Regions from separate parts of the Sus scrofa genome. Here region 2 is linked to region 1. A link is a contact called in public Hi-C data. All regions are on one chromosome and are shown on one strand. The core of a region is the stretch at or near the end of the contact, and the rest is flanking DNA. Distances in the headings are between cores, read along the strand shown.

The links. A called contact is a pair of places that touch in the nucleus more often than the background predicts.
Region 2: a Hi-C map of liver shows a contact between it and region 1, with 4 times the contacts expected there. The contact joins the promoter of WDR4 here to the promoter of ABCG1 in region 1.

Annotation. Positions count from the first base shown.
Region 1 is chr13:205,558,684-205,565,587 of Sscrofa11.1, forward strand. ABCG1 (ATP-binding cassette sub-family G member 1) reads left to right here and starts at 3,214. Exons shown (of 15, transcript XM_021071021.1): 1 at 3,214-3,416. The coding sequence starts at 3,375.
Region 2 is chr13:206,092,268-206,099,171 of Sscrofa11.1, forward strand. It overlaps WDR4 (tRNA (guanine-N(7)-)-methyltransferase non-catalytic subunit WDR4), which reads right to left and starts at 2,446. Exons shown (of 11, transcript XM_005654080.3): 1 at 1,886-2,446; 2 at 60-131.

The DNA of each region.
Region 1 (6,904 bases), core at 1,964-4,463:
GCACCATGGTGGGAACACTTGGATTCTGCTTTTATTTGGCTGAAAATGTTTACTTTCAGAGTCAGAGCTTTGGGTTGTAAAAAGTAAGAAAGCAAACAAATACCTCCCTACACCGTCCCTCCGAGATCAAGTTTGATTGAGGCTTTAAGGATAGAAATCCCATAAGCCCTCATAATGCTGCTGGGCAGGGGTCCATGTGGTGAGAGGGGAGCTGGGCCAAGGGCAGGGGGACCAGCCTTCTGTTGTTTTTGTTTTCCTCTGGGAAACGGCAAGGGAGATGTTTGCCTGGTGGACCTGGCAAGGCAGGCCTGTTTCCACACTGGGGCACGCTGGAGACAGCTGGGGTAGGGAGCCAGAGGGACGGGGGTGGGACGTCTCGACTGAATAGCTGATGAGCCTGGACAAAATCCTTTTCCAGGGACTGTTGCCAGGGCCGGGGATCCATCAGGGGATGGCATTCCTGCCCTCATGGAGCGTACGTTCTGGAGGGCAGTGCTGGGCAGTAAGCACAATCCATAGTAAATTAATTACGTGATGCGCAGATTCCAAGAAGGCAGAGCACTGGTGATGAGGCAGTCTGGGGAGAATGCAATTGCAGGTATCTGGTCCTTAGGGTGGGACACCTGAAGGGCTGACTGCAAAAGAGCAGGACCGAGGTAGACCAGGAGGCCCAGACGTCACCAGTTTGCCACTGGCCGCTCTCCCTTAAACTACTAGCAAGAATTCCTCTAACTTAGGCAAACCATTATTTCTAAAATATGTTAAGCCCACAGAACCAGTTGAAAACACATCCAATTTAGAGAAGAACGTCTCCCCCATGACTGTCTGACCACACTTGAGGGCTGGGCTTCCTGTCTCCCGTCCACCCCGGCTTCCCAGCCTTGAGAGCAGATCCCAGCAGAGCAGGAATTTCTGAGCCTATGCCAAAAGCATGACTGAAATTGTAGGTCTTGGAAGGAAAATGGACTTCGGGTTTGTGCAGCTCTGCCATTGAGCAGAAGAGTCAGCCCAGCAGGGAACACTCAGGTTAATTCAGAGCTGACCACCCTGTGGTCAAAAAAGGGTCGAGGTCAAACTGTTCAAAGCCAGATCACCCAGATGCAAAGACGACTGCATCCCTAAGATTTCTTCCCAGCCGGCGGGGAGCGTGGTGGCCAGGAAGCCATGGGGTGTCCCCGAAGTTTCTCTGGACGGATCCTCCAGGGGCAGGCGATACGAGATGGCAAGCCAGCCTCACACCCTTGTGGCCAGCTCCCTGTACAAGTACACCTGGGTCAATCCACAGGCTTGCCACAAGGCCACCTGTACCCCAGCCCCCTCCTCCGCCATTAAGAGCAGAATCCTTGCACCCGAGGCCATTTCCCAGCCTCAGGGGCTTGATGCTTAGCAGAAATAAATTGGACACTCTTTAAAATGGAATTTGGGGGCTACAGTGCCAACCAGGCAAGTGAAACTACCGAAGTCCAAGGAAAGTGAATATAGTCAGCTGCTGGTTGAGTCCATCCACCCGCTTGCCCCAGGATACCAGGTAGCAGGTTCTGCGGCAGGGAAAGCATGTCCTTACCGATGACTGGAGCAGAGCCAGGGAGCAGGTGCTCGTCAGCGAGGGGAGGGAAGACCCTGACCAGGCGTTCAGTGATGGACCCCATGTGTCACAGGGGACATGGAGAACACGGAACCCACGCAGAGAAAGATGAGCAGGATGAAGGGGCATCTTGTCCACAGTGATGTCAGAGGGACCAGGAATGTTTGGTTCAGGGGAACGAAGGCCTGAAGAGAAATATGGCGCCATGATGGAATAGCTCGCAGCCTCACGTGCAGAGATGGGGCTCACGGATGCTGTGGACTGTGGAACACAGGGATCTCACTCAGGGATCGCCTGCCAGCCACAACTACTTAAGGCAGGTACGGGCAGCCTATTGAGACAGGAAGTGCCTCCCACTGGAGGGTCACTGCAGGTTTGTGGATTTGAATCCTCTTTTGATAACATTCAGAGTTTGCTGTTCAGCACGTTTAAGGCACTACGCCCCTCGTGGGCCCAGCATGCAGAGAGTGGCACCTGGAAATACTCCAGTCCTATTTCCTAACAATAGAATGGAGGTGATGCAGGGACTCTTCACGTGAAACCCTGCAGACCAAAGCTGGGCCGTCTTGCCCTTGAACTCACATGTTCTACCTCCTCTCTCTCCTTTGGTTTAGGGGAGAATTTGGCTATGGTCGTCAGCCCTGGGGTGGGAAGCTCATCTGCCTGGCATGAGAAGTCATGCTCCCTTTCTGGATGAGGAGAAAGACGGGGGCTTTGCTCATCTCAGAGGCTGCGAGGAGGAACAAACCAGGTGTGCTGGAGGTAAGGAGAGTTGCATTCTTCCCTGCGGGCCCCACCTGCAAACTGCTGAATAAAAACATTAGCCTCTGTTTGCGAGTAAGGAATGTCTTATCACCATGGTTACCAGGAAGTGGTCCCACTTACATATAATAGGTGTTTTAGCAGATGCCAGGCCATCTGATATTCCTGTTTGGGGCCAAGGGAGAGGGTGCCCAAAGTGTCATTCCTTATGCAGTTACGTGAGCACAGCTCTGGGCCAAGTACTGGAAACACCACATCTACAGGAAAAAAGAAAAAATAAGAAGAAAGAAAAGAAAAAAGAAAAAGCCTTTTCTTTTTTTGTTGGGCCGCAGAGGTGAGAGCCACGGGAGGACATACGCCTGGGTATCTTCCTAAGCTCCCCTTTGTTACCCAGCTCTGTGTCTGGCACACAGCCTCAGTGTGGCATGAATGAGTGCGTTGCCTGTGGGGGGCTAGCCTCGATGTGGAGCTGTACTGCCGGCGTCGGAGCGACCGTCCTTCTTTGGTTCTCACGCTCCTCCTGGCAGAGAGGGGCCCAACAACGAAGAAAGAAAGCAGAAGTTCCCTTGCCTTCCACTCTCCCTCCCCAGAGGCCTCCCCTGGTCCCACGAGGCACAGCACGGCAGGCTTGGAGGTGACGGTCCTGGCGGGGGACCCCCGCTGACTGTCGCCGCTGGCCCGACCCTCGCGAGTTTCCAAACTCCGGGGCACGGGGCTCAGGCAGGAGAGGCTGGGCCAGCCGCGCCCCCGCAGGAGCAAAACAAGAGCACGCGCACCTGCCGGCTCCGCCCCGCCCGCGAGAGCTGGCCAATCGCGGGTCGTGGGCGGGTAGAGGGCGGGTCGTGGGCGGGGCCGGCGCGGGCGGGTCGTGGGCGGGGCCCGGCCCTGGCAGCAGCAGAGCTGGAGCCGGATCCCGCGCTGGGCTCAGCAGCCGACCCTGGGGCGAGCGCAACCTCGTGCCCTCCGCCGGTCCTCGTCGCCTGCAGCCTCGTCCCCGCCGCTGCCGCCGCCGCCTCCGCCCCGGGGCATGGCCTGTCTGATGGCCGCTTTCTCGGTCGGCACCGCCATGGTGAGTGAGCGCATCCCTCGCCCCCGGAGCTTGGTTCTGTTCTCTAGGAGAATAAGAAACGCACAAAGACCCGCACCCGCATCCTGACACTTGCCTCCGAGCCCCGGGGGAGGCGCCCGATTCCCATCGCCCCCTGTCCTGGCCACCTGGCGCTTCAAGATGCTCCTTGCAGCCTAGGACGGGGGAGAAGGCGGGGGGCGGGGGAGGGGGGCGCAAGAGAGGGAGGGAGAAGACCGGCAGTCCCCACATTGGAGAAATAGCCTTGACCTCGTCCGCCTCCCGGTGAGGGGCCTCGGGCCTGGAACCCCGAGGGTACTGGGGATGGGCGGCAGCCTGGGCCAGAAGGAAAGGGGGTCCGATCCCTCTGCCGGCGCGCACAGCCAGAGCCTGGGGAGCGGGCGCTTCTTCCTTTACTCTCTGGAGCTCCGGCACGGTCTGGGGGAACAAAAGAAGGAGGTGATCCGGGAAGCCAGAGCCTGTGCTGCCCCTTTGTCAGGGGAAAGCCTCTCCAGGACCTGCTCTGGAGGGAGCAGCGGACGCGGATGAGGGTCCAGCCTGGACACTCCAGCCACATTTCTGCATCCTGGGGAGAGACCAGGGTGGGGGCAGAGGTGCGCATCTCACTCTCCCCAAGGGCGCCAGCTCCGTAAAGGGACCACCGGCTGCAGCTGAATTCGCTGCTGGGCACAGTCACTGCAAGTGCTCTTCATGTGAATGGTTAAGACTCTCCTCTTGCTCCTTTAAAACAGCTCTATAAACTCACATTAGAAAAAAGCAAACTAACCCTCGTCTCACGCGTTCTAGAGCCTTTCATTTTTATGCCTAGCACGCCCACAGTGCAGTTAGGTACTTCTGGACTGATTTCAGGTCATCTAAAGTACAAACAGAAAGTATTCCATATTCCAACCCCTCTCACCCTCCCTATCCATCCCTCTTCTCTCATTTGTCTGTGTATTTACTATCCTGCTAGTTACTTTCCATGAGCTGTCACCCCACAGTGTACACATCGGTTTTTGCCCCCATCCCTTGCTTTTATTTCATTTTTAGCATCCTCTATTTGAAGTCAGCAGGGCTCAGCAGGGTTTGACCGACAGTTACCTCTTGCCTTGAGCTCAAGAGGAAAAAAAAAAAAAAAAAAGTAGCCGGGTTTCTGCGCATGCTCTACTCTGACAACTGCATCCTGTGATTCCAAACAGGTTACTGTAGAACATACCCAGCCTCGCCAGCTCATTATATAATGATTTTGTGTAAACCGATAGAATGGGGCCGCAGACCCATCAAGGAGGTTGGTAGATGATAGAGCAGGAAGAAGCTGGGGGCAGGGGGAGCCCCCGCCCCCGGGGGCCAGGTCCCATCTCTGGGCACACACTGCCTAGACCCCATACTTAGCTTCTTGTGTATAAGAGGAATCACAAAACAAAAATGCCAGTCCCCTCCTCATGACATTTTGTGGAACACGTAGCAATTCTTCATTTCACATTTGTTCATTTCTTTGGGATTCCTAAATTATGGTGGTTATGGAAAAGTAAGGAGATTATTATTGTTAGTTGTGGGTAAAGAAAGTTTCAGATCTTGAAGATGCCGGGTAACTCTTGAAGCCCTTTCGGAGCTGCAAAAGTAGCTCCTACATGCGGAAAAACAGCGGCTCAATGTTCTAAGGTACAGATGTTTTATGTCAGCGTTTCGTGGATGTTACATTACGGTTCAATATAGCCCCAGAATGCAAGTGTTTGAGTCACTTGGAGGTGCTCCTAGTTAGGCTCATTTTTTAAGGGAACATTGTTTTATGTGAAAATCACTTTTCTCCCTGAAAACTTCACGCTTTTTTTTTTTTAATTAAAAAAAAAATCCTATCCAAGTCCCAAACAGAGCCTTTCAGAGATTCCCTGGAATACTAAGCTTTGCTCTGGGGTCCAGCCTGAGGCTGACTGCCAGCTATGCATCTGGAGCAGGTGCCTGGAAGGGTGAGAGAAGCACCCAGGCAGTGTGCTGGAGTTCCTGAGCTGGGCCGGGTGGGGTGGGCACGGGCTCCCACTGGGATTGGTAGTTAGCTGTTTGAGGCTAGATTTTGAAGATGATGACTTTGGCATCCTGAGTGGCCAGGCAAGTGACATCCCCCCTTTGCTTAGTTAAGGATGTGACATTTGGGTTTATTTCCCTTAGGCAGTGAGTGGCCTTGAGGATTCTGGACCTGTATGTTTTCGTCTTTTGTGCCCAGGGCTCAGGGAAGGATCTGCTCTCCAGCTGCAGAGTCTGCTGGTCTAGCTGGGCACCAAAGCTGGCAGTAGTGAGAGAAGTCAGAGAATGCATGTCAGGGTCTGGAGCCTGCATGTTCCTCTTCCCTCCCCTCCCATCCCCAAGATGCTGTGGAAGAAGTTCCTATCTCTAACTATGCTTCTGGGGAAAGAGAGTGAACCAGTCTCCAATGGCCCGGGGGCTTGCTGACTGTGTGAGACCCTTCCCAGCTAAACCAGCATCTCCATATACTAGCATTTAAATGGAAAACTTTCTCACTAGCGGCCAGCAGCGGGAGAATCAAAATAGGGTCTCCTTGATTTCAACACCTGTAAGCAGACTCACCATTATTTACCATTTATTAGGCAGCACACATTGCGGGGTGGGGGGGAGGTGTGTCAAAGACCACACATCAGCAAGAGAGGGAAGCTAACAAGGAAAGGGAATGAGCGGGGAGGGAAGATGTAATTGTTTCATTTTTAATGAGCTCAGGAGGCTTAAGGACAAGCTAGCTGTAACCTACATCGCCGGCCGCTCTCATCTGAGGATGTGTTTCCAGAGAGCTGGTCTATTTCAGAGTGACAGCCACTGCCTCCCGTCAGACAGGATTGCAGGATTTTGTTAATTGGATACCCGTGGAGGGACAGTGGGTGATGGTGGGCCCTGCTTTGGTGCTGGTTTCTTTGGCGATGGGCTGGTGTGCTTCCCTGTCACTTGTGTGGTTTCCCTGTAATGCACAGAGGCTGGGATGACCCAGAGGCCACTGCACCTTGTCTGTAGAAAGCTAAGCCAAATGCAAGCGCTCTTAGGGATACCGGCTGGGAGGATGGGGCAGGTTAGGGATCCTGGCTGGCAGGATGGGGCAGACGGGGAAGCTGCACACAGCTGGGCTGCAGCTTGGCCACTCTTTAATGGTGGGGTCTTGTGAAATGGAGTGTGGAGGTGGTCTCTATGTGAAATGGAGTGTGGAGTTGAGGCGTCTCTAAGAGGAGCAATCTTTTCATGGGAGTTTAATGGGCACGTTGTAACTGGGAATTGCTGATCCAAGAGCCGCTATTGTTTATAATTGCTTACCTACCAAGCCGGAGGCATTGGAATTCAAAACTTCCAATAGTAGGAGTTCCCATCGTGGCTCAGTGGTTAATGAATCTGAATGGGAACCATGAGGTTGCGGGTTCGATCCCTGCCCTCACTCAGTGGGTTAAGGATCTGGCGTTGCCTTGAGCTGTGGTGTAGGTGGCACATGCGGCTCA
Region 2 (6,904 bases), core at 1,196-3,695, 530 kb after region 1:
GTACAGTCCCATCATGCAAACCATGAACTGGCCCCGAAGAGGCTGCTGCATCACCTCACCCTTTTTGCTCTTGTTCTTGTGTCTTCTTTTGTGCAGTACTGCAGTCATATGTGAAAAGGCTGTCACCATCACTAAGGAAAAATAACAGACATATTTTAAAAGAAGCACTTGGTTAACAAAAATGCTCATTCCTGGAGATCCCATCATGGTGCAGAGAAAATGAATCCAACTAGGAACCATGAGGTTGCAGGTTTGATCCCTGGCCTTGCTCAGTGGGATAAGGATCCGGCACCGCCGTGAGCTGTGGTGTAGGTTGCAGACGTGGCTCAGATCTGGCATTGCTGTGGCTGTGGTGTAGGCCGGCAGCTACAGCTCCAATTAGACCCCTAGCCTGGGAACCTCCATATGCCAAGGGTGAAGCCCTAAGGAGACAACCAAAAAAAAAAAATTCTCATTCCTTTTTTTGGGGAGGGGGGCTGGATCAAAACGATATCTGCACATTCACTCAGGGCCTTATCCTCAAGAAATTGTCTCTGCATGTTTCAGGAAACAGTTAAGGAGTTTTATTTGCTTAACCTGCTATGTTTCTATTTGCCACACAGAACTAGCATGCTCCATCCATACAAATCAGTTAAGTATCATCAATGAGGACAAAAACCCAACAGGAAATATCATGTACTAGAAAAATCAGTACAAGGTGGAATGTGAAGAGAAATCATGTTCTGATGTCAATGAATTTTCAGTAGGTCTTTTGCACCCAAGTTTAAAACTGCCATTATTTGTATGGGAAAAAATACCTCGGAAAAGCTTCCATGGTTGCCAAGCAACCACTCATAAAAGCTACCCATGTTCCCTAATGGACCCTGGGCTCCCCCTCCAGGGCCTGGCACGGAGAAGACGTCCTGCACCAATGTACAGCCTTTAAAGTGGCTGCGGCGGAACTGTTTTCACGTGGAACACTGTGGTGCAAGAAGAGAAGCAGGAACTCTGCCGGCCGTCTGCCACCACATCTCAAGAGGTATGGACGGAAACAGGCAGAGTCTACTTGATCCACACCTCTATGTGGCAGGTGTTAGATACCACGAGGCTCTGAAACAAAAAAACCTGGGACAAACAACAGGTTTGCGAATAAATTTGTGAAATGTGAACTTAACATCGAATTGCTCTAAAACCAAACGTTGAGCAACGAACACAGAGGGTACATTTACATTTGACAAACACCTCGTCTGTTTCAAGTTTGAGAGACTCGAAACTACCGTGGAAAGAAGAAAGGAACCGAAAGGAACCACTATTAATAAAAATGAGGCTCCTAAGTCAGGACTCTTCGATCAACAAACGTACTGACTAAAAAATCCCGAGGACAATAGAGAAGCTCCGTGAAATGAGAAAAGCAGAAGGAGGACTTTGTGCAGAGCCACTCAAGGGTGGCATAGGGCGGGGTCCATGGATGTGGGCGGGGATGAGGGAACAGGGAGGACCGCAAGGAGACGGAGGCTAGAAAGGAGTGCGCCCAACACGTTCCCGGAAAGCAAACCCTTCTCCCTAAGGGAGGCCAAGGGCTGCCTTCCTCCCCACCAGCCAGAGATGATCTGACCGGCGTCCTCCGGGTCCCTCACTGGCCCAGCCCCGCCCGCGTCGCCCCCACGTGATCCGTGCCCGCGGAGCCCGGAAGTGTCCGGCGCTGACCAGGCAAAGAGCTGCGCAGAACCACCACTGAGACGGCAAGGGGCGCCCTGCGCGGGTCGTGCGAGAAGGGTGCGAAGAGCTCGCAGGCAGCGGTGGGGCTCCGCCGAGTCACCCCAAGGCGGCGCGGGAGAGCCGGGACCTCAAGGCCCCAACGCGCGACCGCAGCCTGGGCTTCTGCTCCAGGCCTCGACCCCCTCACCTGCTCGAAGTGGAGGTGGCCAGCAACCGGCTGCCGCCTCGCACCACCAGCGCTTCCCCGCACAGCGCCAGCCCTACGGAACTCGCCATTTCTCTGGCCTCTCCGCCACCCACGTGCGCGCCCGGGGCCTCTTCCTGCCGGCGCTGGGGAGTGACGTCACGCGCAGCCGCCGCGCGGTGACGCGGTGGGACGCGCCGCCTCCGGGCATGCGCAGACAGGCCCTCTTGCCCTTCGGATTCTAAGAGGGCGTCTCTCGCGGCCTTGGGGGGTTTTGTTCGAATTTGTCCCGGTGAAGTGCACCTGCTTGTTTAGTTTCCGCTCTTCCTCCGGCCTGGGTGGGGCCGGGTCTGGATCTTTCTCGGGCTGGTTGACTTGACCGGCCTCGAACCTACTTGGTTTTTAATAAATACTCCTCCAAGAAACGGGAGGGTCTGAGCTCGTGTCCAGGTCCAGCATGGAGGGGTCTGAGGAGGACTCTGTCCACAAAGAAAGTCCGCAACCTCACAGTTGAGAAAGAAGTGTTTTGGGTTTTGTTTTGTTTTTTTTTCTGTTAGGGCCACACCCACGGCGTATGGAGGTTCCCAGGCCAGGGGTTGAATCGGAGTTGAAGCTGCTGGCCTCCACCACAGCAGCAGGATCTGAGCTGCCTCGTGGACCCACACACAGCCCACGGCAACGCTGGATCCTTAACCCACAGCGTGAGGACAGGGATTGAACCCAAGTCCTTATGGATGCTAGTCCGGTTCATTAACCACTGAGCCACAATGGAAACTCCCGAGAATTAAGTTTTTATTTGGGGGAAAATTAGGACTTAAGCAGGAGAGACAGCATCTCGGGTAGCCCTGAGAACCAGCTCAGGGGAGGTTTAAGCAAAGAGCAGGAAGTCGGAACAAAAGAGGCCTGGGCTCACTGAAATCCTTCCTTTGATATGCACCTCCCGCTCTTGGGGCCAGTATCCTGTGGATTCCTCGGCTCTCACCCTTGGAGGTGACTGCGTTCACAGAGGACCTTGAATACTTGGGTGGTATTCAGACTGGGCTGAAAGACTGCCGCACACACATCTTAAAAAAGTTTGTGGATGGAGTTCCCGTTGTGGCGCAGTGGTTAACAAATCCGACTAGGAACCATGAGGTTGCGGGTTCGGTCCCTGCTCTTGCTCAGTGGGTTAAGGATCCGGCGTTGCCGTGAGCTGTGGCGTAGGTTGCAGATGCGGCTTGGATCCCGCGTTGCTGTGGCTCTGGTGTAGGCCGGTGGCTACAGCTCCGATTCAACCCCTAGCCTGGGAACCTCCATATGCCACTCAAAAAAAAAAAAAAAGTTTGTGGCTGATCTCCTGAAGGTCACTACCAGTCACCAGGAACAGACATCACCATGAAGGATTTTCGTGTTTTTCTGATGGGGGAGATGCAAGAATTGGGCACGTAAAATCGTCTCCTAAAAATACCTATCTGAAAGCCTGTCCTTCCAGTTTTCCCAGAGAACAGGGGGCCTCACTCCTCTGTCCACCCTGAGCTCTGCTCGGGGTGTTGTGGGCCGGCAGCTGCAGTGGCTCATTTAACCCAAGTAGAGTCTGATGGCAAGTGCCAGACGCCACTTCATAGCTCAAGGCAGAGGTCCCTGGAAGGCGATAAGCTAAACATGCCTTAAACACAAAGGTGGAGTTTGGAGTTCCTGTTGTGGCACAGCGGCAGCGAATCTGACTAGGAACCATGAGGCTGGGGGTTCGATCCCAGGCCTTGCTCAGTGGGTTAAGGATCCGGCAATCGTGAGCTGTGGTGTAGGTCGCAGAGGCGGCTCGGATCTGGTGTTGCTATGGCTGTGGTGTATGCTGGCAGCAACAGCTCCGATTGACCCAGAGCCTGGGAACCTCCGTATGCCACAGATGCGGCCCTAAAAAGATAAAAGATAAAAAAAAAAAAAAAAAAAACCACAAAGGCTATGAACTGCCATTTTTCAACCCAAAATGGGGCTCTTTCCCAGTGTTCTTGTGCTCATGGAGTGCATCACCCGATCCCAGTTGGGGGGAATCTCTCAGGACTCACAGCCCCCTCATCCCACATTGTTCTTCTAACCACTTAAATCCTTCTGGAAGCCCCTTCACTCCATTTCCATGGCTTCTGTGGCCACAGCAATCCTGCCACTTGCTGGTCTCACATCTGCCCCTGTGTCCCCCTCAGATCCGTTTTGCACACTAAAGCCCAAGAGGTATTTTCAGGACACGGTTCTAGTCATTTCATTCCCCTGCTTAGCATGAACAAAAGCTTCTCGTTGTTGTCCGTCCAGAGACCAAATCCTGCTCTTCCACTCTGAGACTCCATGTGGTCTGACTCCTATCGATTCCACAGCCTCATTCCCTCCCAGGCGAGGCCCATTCTCATGACCACCCTTCCAGGTCACTGGCACCGTGTTCCGACTAACCACAGGACCTTACCACACGCTGTTCTTTCTGCTTGAAATGCTCTCCCCACACCCTATCTCTTTAGTGTCCCTGGTTTATTCCCAGCGTCATCCCAGCAGAGTCATTGAGGAAGCCTTTACTGATTCTCCATTGTTTGCATCCACAGCACCGTGATAATTTGTTTAATGTCTGTCTCAGGCTGCAAATGCCACGAAGGCAGGAACTGATGCCTAAGTTGGCCGGTCACCAACGGCCCAGATTGCAGCACAAAACCTGGCATGAAGTCAGTGTTCGATCAATATTTGCTAAGTAAATAAATGGAGCAACTAATGGACTGTTGTGAAGAATTAGTTATTTTTGCTTAAGAGTAAAGGAATCGCGATGGGTTTGAGGCTTGGGAAACCAGAAGACTGCGGACCCAGACCCCACCTCCGCTTTGATTCACGGATGAATTTACACGCAAACTTGAAAGGTGGCTGCTGCTGACAAAGCAGAATGCTTGGGGAAAGCTAGGCTCCCATAAAGGCCACGAGGTAAAAGGGGCTTTCATAGAGGCAGAAGATGGACGAGAGTCCGTGATTCACAGAACAGAGAACACAGAGGTTTGGGGTGGGGGGGGGCAGGGCAGGAAGCAAAGCAGGAGAGTCTCACGGAGATCCCTGCCCAGCAGCTTCAAGGAGGGCTTGATGCTGGGCAGCAACCAGAGGCAGCAGGAAATAAGTCTGCTCCAAACATCATTTCTTATTCAGCTAAGCTGGCGGGCACAGTGAAAGGCCAGTCTCATGCTCTAGGGCACTTTTCAGGCATGCGGGTGAATTGGCAGTTTCTGTGCTGGGTGGGATAACAATACCAAGACCCCAGAGCTCCTACAAAGGGGCAGCCGGGCACTGCCAGGCTTGAAAGCAAATTAAGCTTCCATTCTAATCAGGGCTTACATCTCATAAAATGTTCCGTAACGCATTTTCATGCTGTAGAATTCCCAGACATCACCTCGGAGGACCCTTGAGGAAGAGGGACGTCAGCCTTATGCCGCCGGCGGGTCCCCGGGGAACCACTTCCCAAGCATGGACCCCAAACAGAAAGGGGGAGACGCATTCCCAGTGCTTGCTTACGTGTCTAACATGCTACATTAACCTTTGGTTACATGCAGGATACAGAAGGAGGTATCGCTGTGCGGGATGTCTTATGTTGTTACTTTGGTGATTCACCTTTCATGAATAGCCAGTACAATCGCGCTATTTTTTGAATATCTCCAGAACAATGGGGGCCCGGAGTTTCTCAAGTCCTAACGACTTTGTTTTTCTCAGAGCCTCCCATGGGTCACCTTAAGTTCACCAAGGTGGACGGTGGCAGGAAGATGGCTTCGCTCCTGTCAAGCTCCCTGTTCCCTCGTCCACACCCCCGCACTTCGAGAAACCATCACCGGTGATATGCGTGTGTAAACGGAGTGCGAAGCCTCACTACCTTTATGTTGTACACATGACAACCTTGAGAAGTAACTACTTGTTCTTGCAACATAGTTGGAGACCAAGGAATAAAGACTTAGGAGGAATCCCGTTATATCACAAGACACAGAACATGTACAGATGAAAACTTAAAATCGGTTTGACCATCAGATGCAAACACAATGTACCATTTTGAGCTTTTGCCAGCGAGAAATAACTTGCCTCACACTCTGAAGTCTGACGGTAGCTGTGCCAACAAGATGTATCTTTCCCAAGATCTTTTTCCATCACATTTCATGATAACCTTTACCTTGTCTTCTAAATCTTAATCAGGTCTAAGTTGAAATGGTTTTCAGCTTATTTTCGGTTTCACAGTCTTCCCTTTGTGTCTCTTGTGGTGCCACTTAGATGGATTTTGTTGCAAGCTCTCCGATGGTGGTGTATTTCTGTCACAGGACTGAGCGGCTTTTGTTGTCCTTACGGTTATATATCAGTAAACCATAATTTTCAGCACTAATGTAATGCCTTGACTTTCTTTGTCTTTTTATGCCCACACCTGCAGCGTATGGAAGTCCCTGGGCCAGGGGTTGAATCTGCGTCACATCTGTGACTTACTTTGGCTGCAGCTTGCAGCAACATTGGGTCCTTAACCTGCTGGGCCACAGCGGGAACTCCAGTGCCTTTTTCCTGTCTAATTTGTTTAGCATACTCCCCAAGATTCAGTACTCGAGTTTCAGTTCTATATAAATTGGATGTTTTTTTAAATTTCTCAATGTAAATAGCTAAATTATAACCAAATTTTCATCTCTCCGAAACTTACAAAACTATAAGGGCACATTCATCATTTACAGCTTGGATAAAAAGGGGGAGCCATTGGGTTTTCAACCACCTCTTGGGGTAATTCTCTCCAAGGGTGAGCAGTGTAATTGGTAACAGTAGCCCTATCTCTTGGCATCCTAATGGGTAACAGCAACAGGAAGTGGGGGCCTAAAACAAGAAGCACTTACTTAGCTCATGACTCTGGGTTGGCCGCTTGGGCTGGTCTTAGTTGAGTGGTCCTTCTGGTGCTCAGACCTTTGCTCTCATGACTGGGGCCCGCTGCCTGGGTGAAAGAGAACTAGCTGGCCTAGGATGGCCTGAGTGGCTCAGCTCTACTCCATCGGGCCCTTCGTCCCC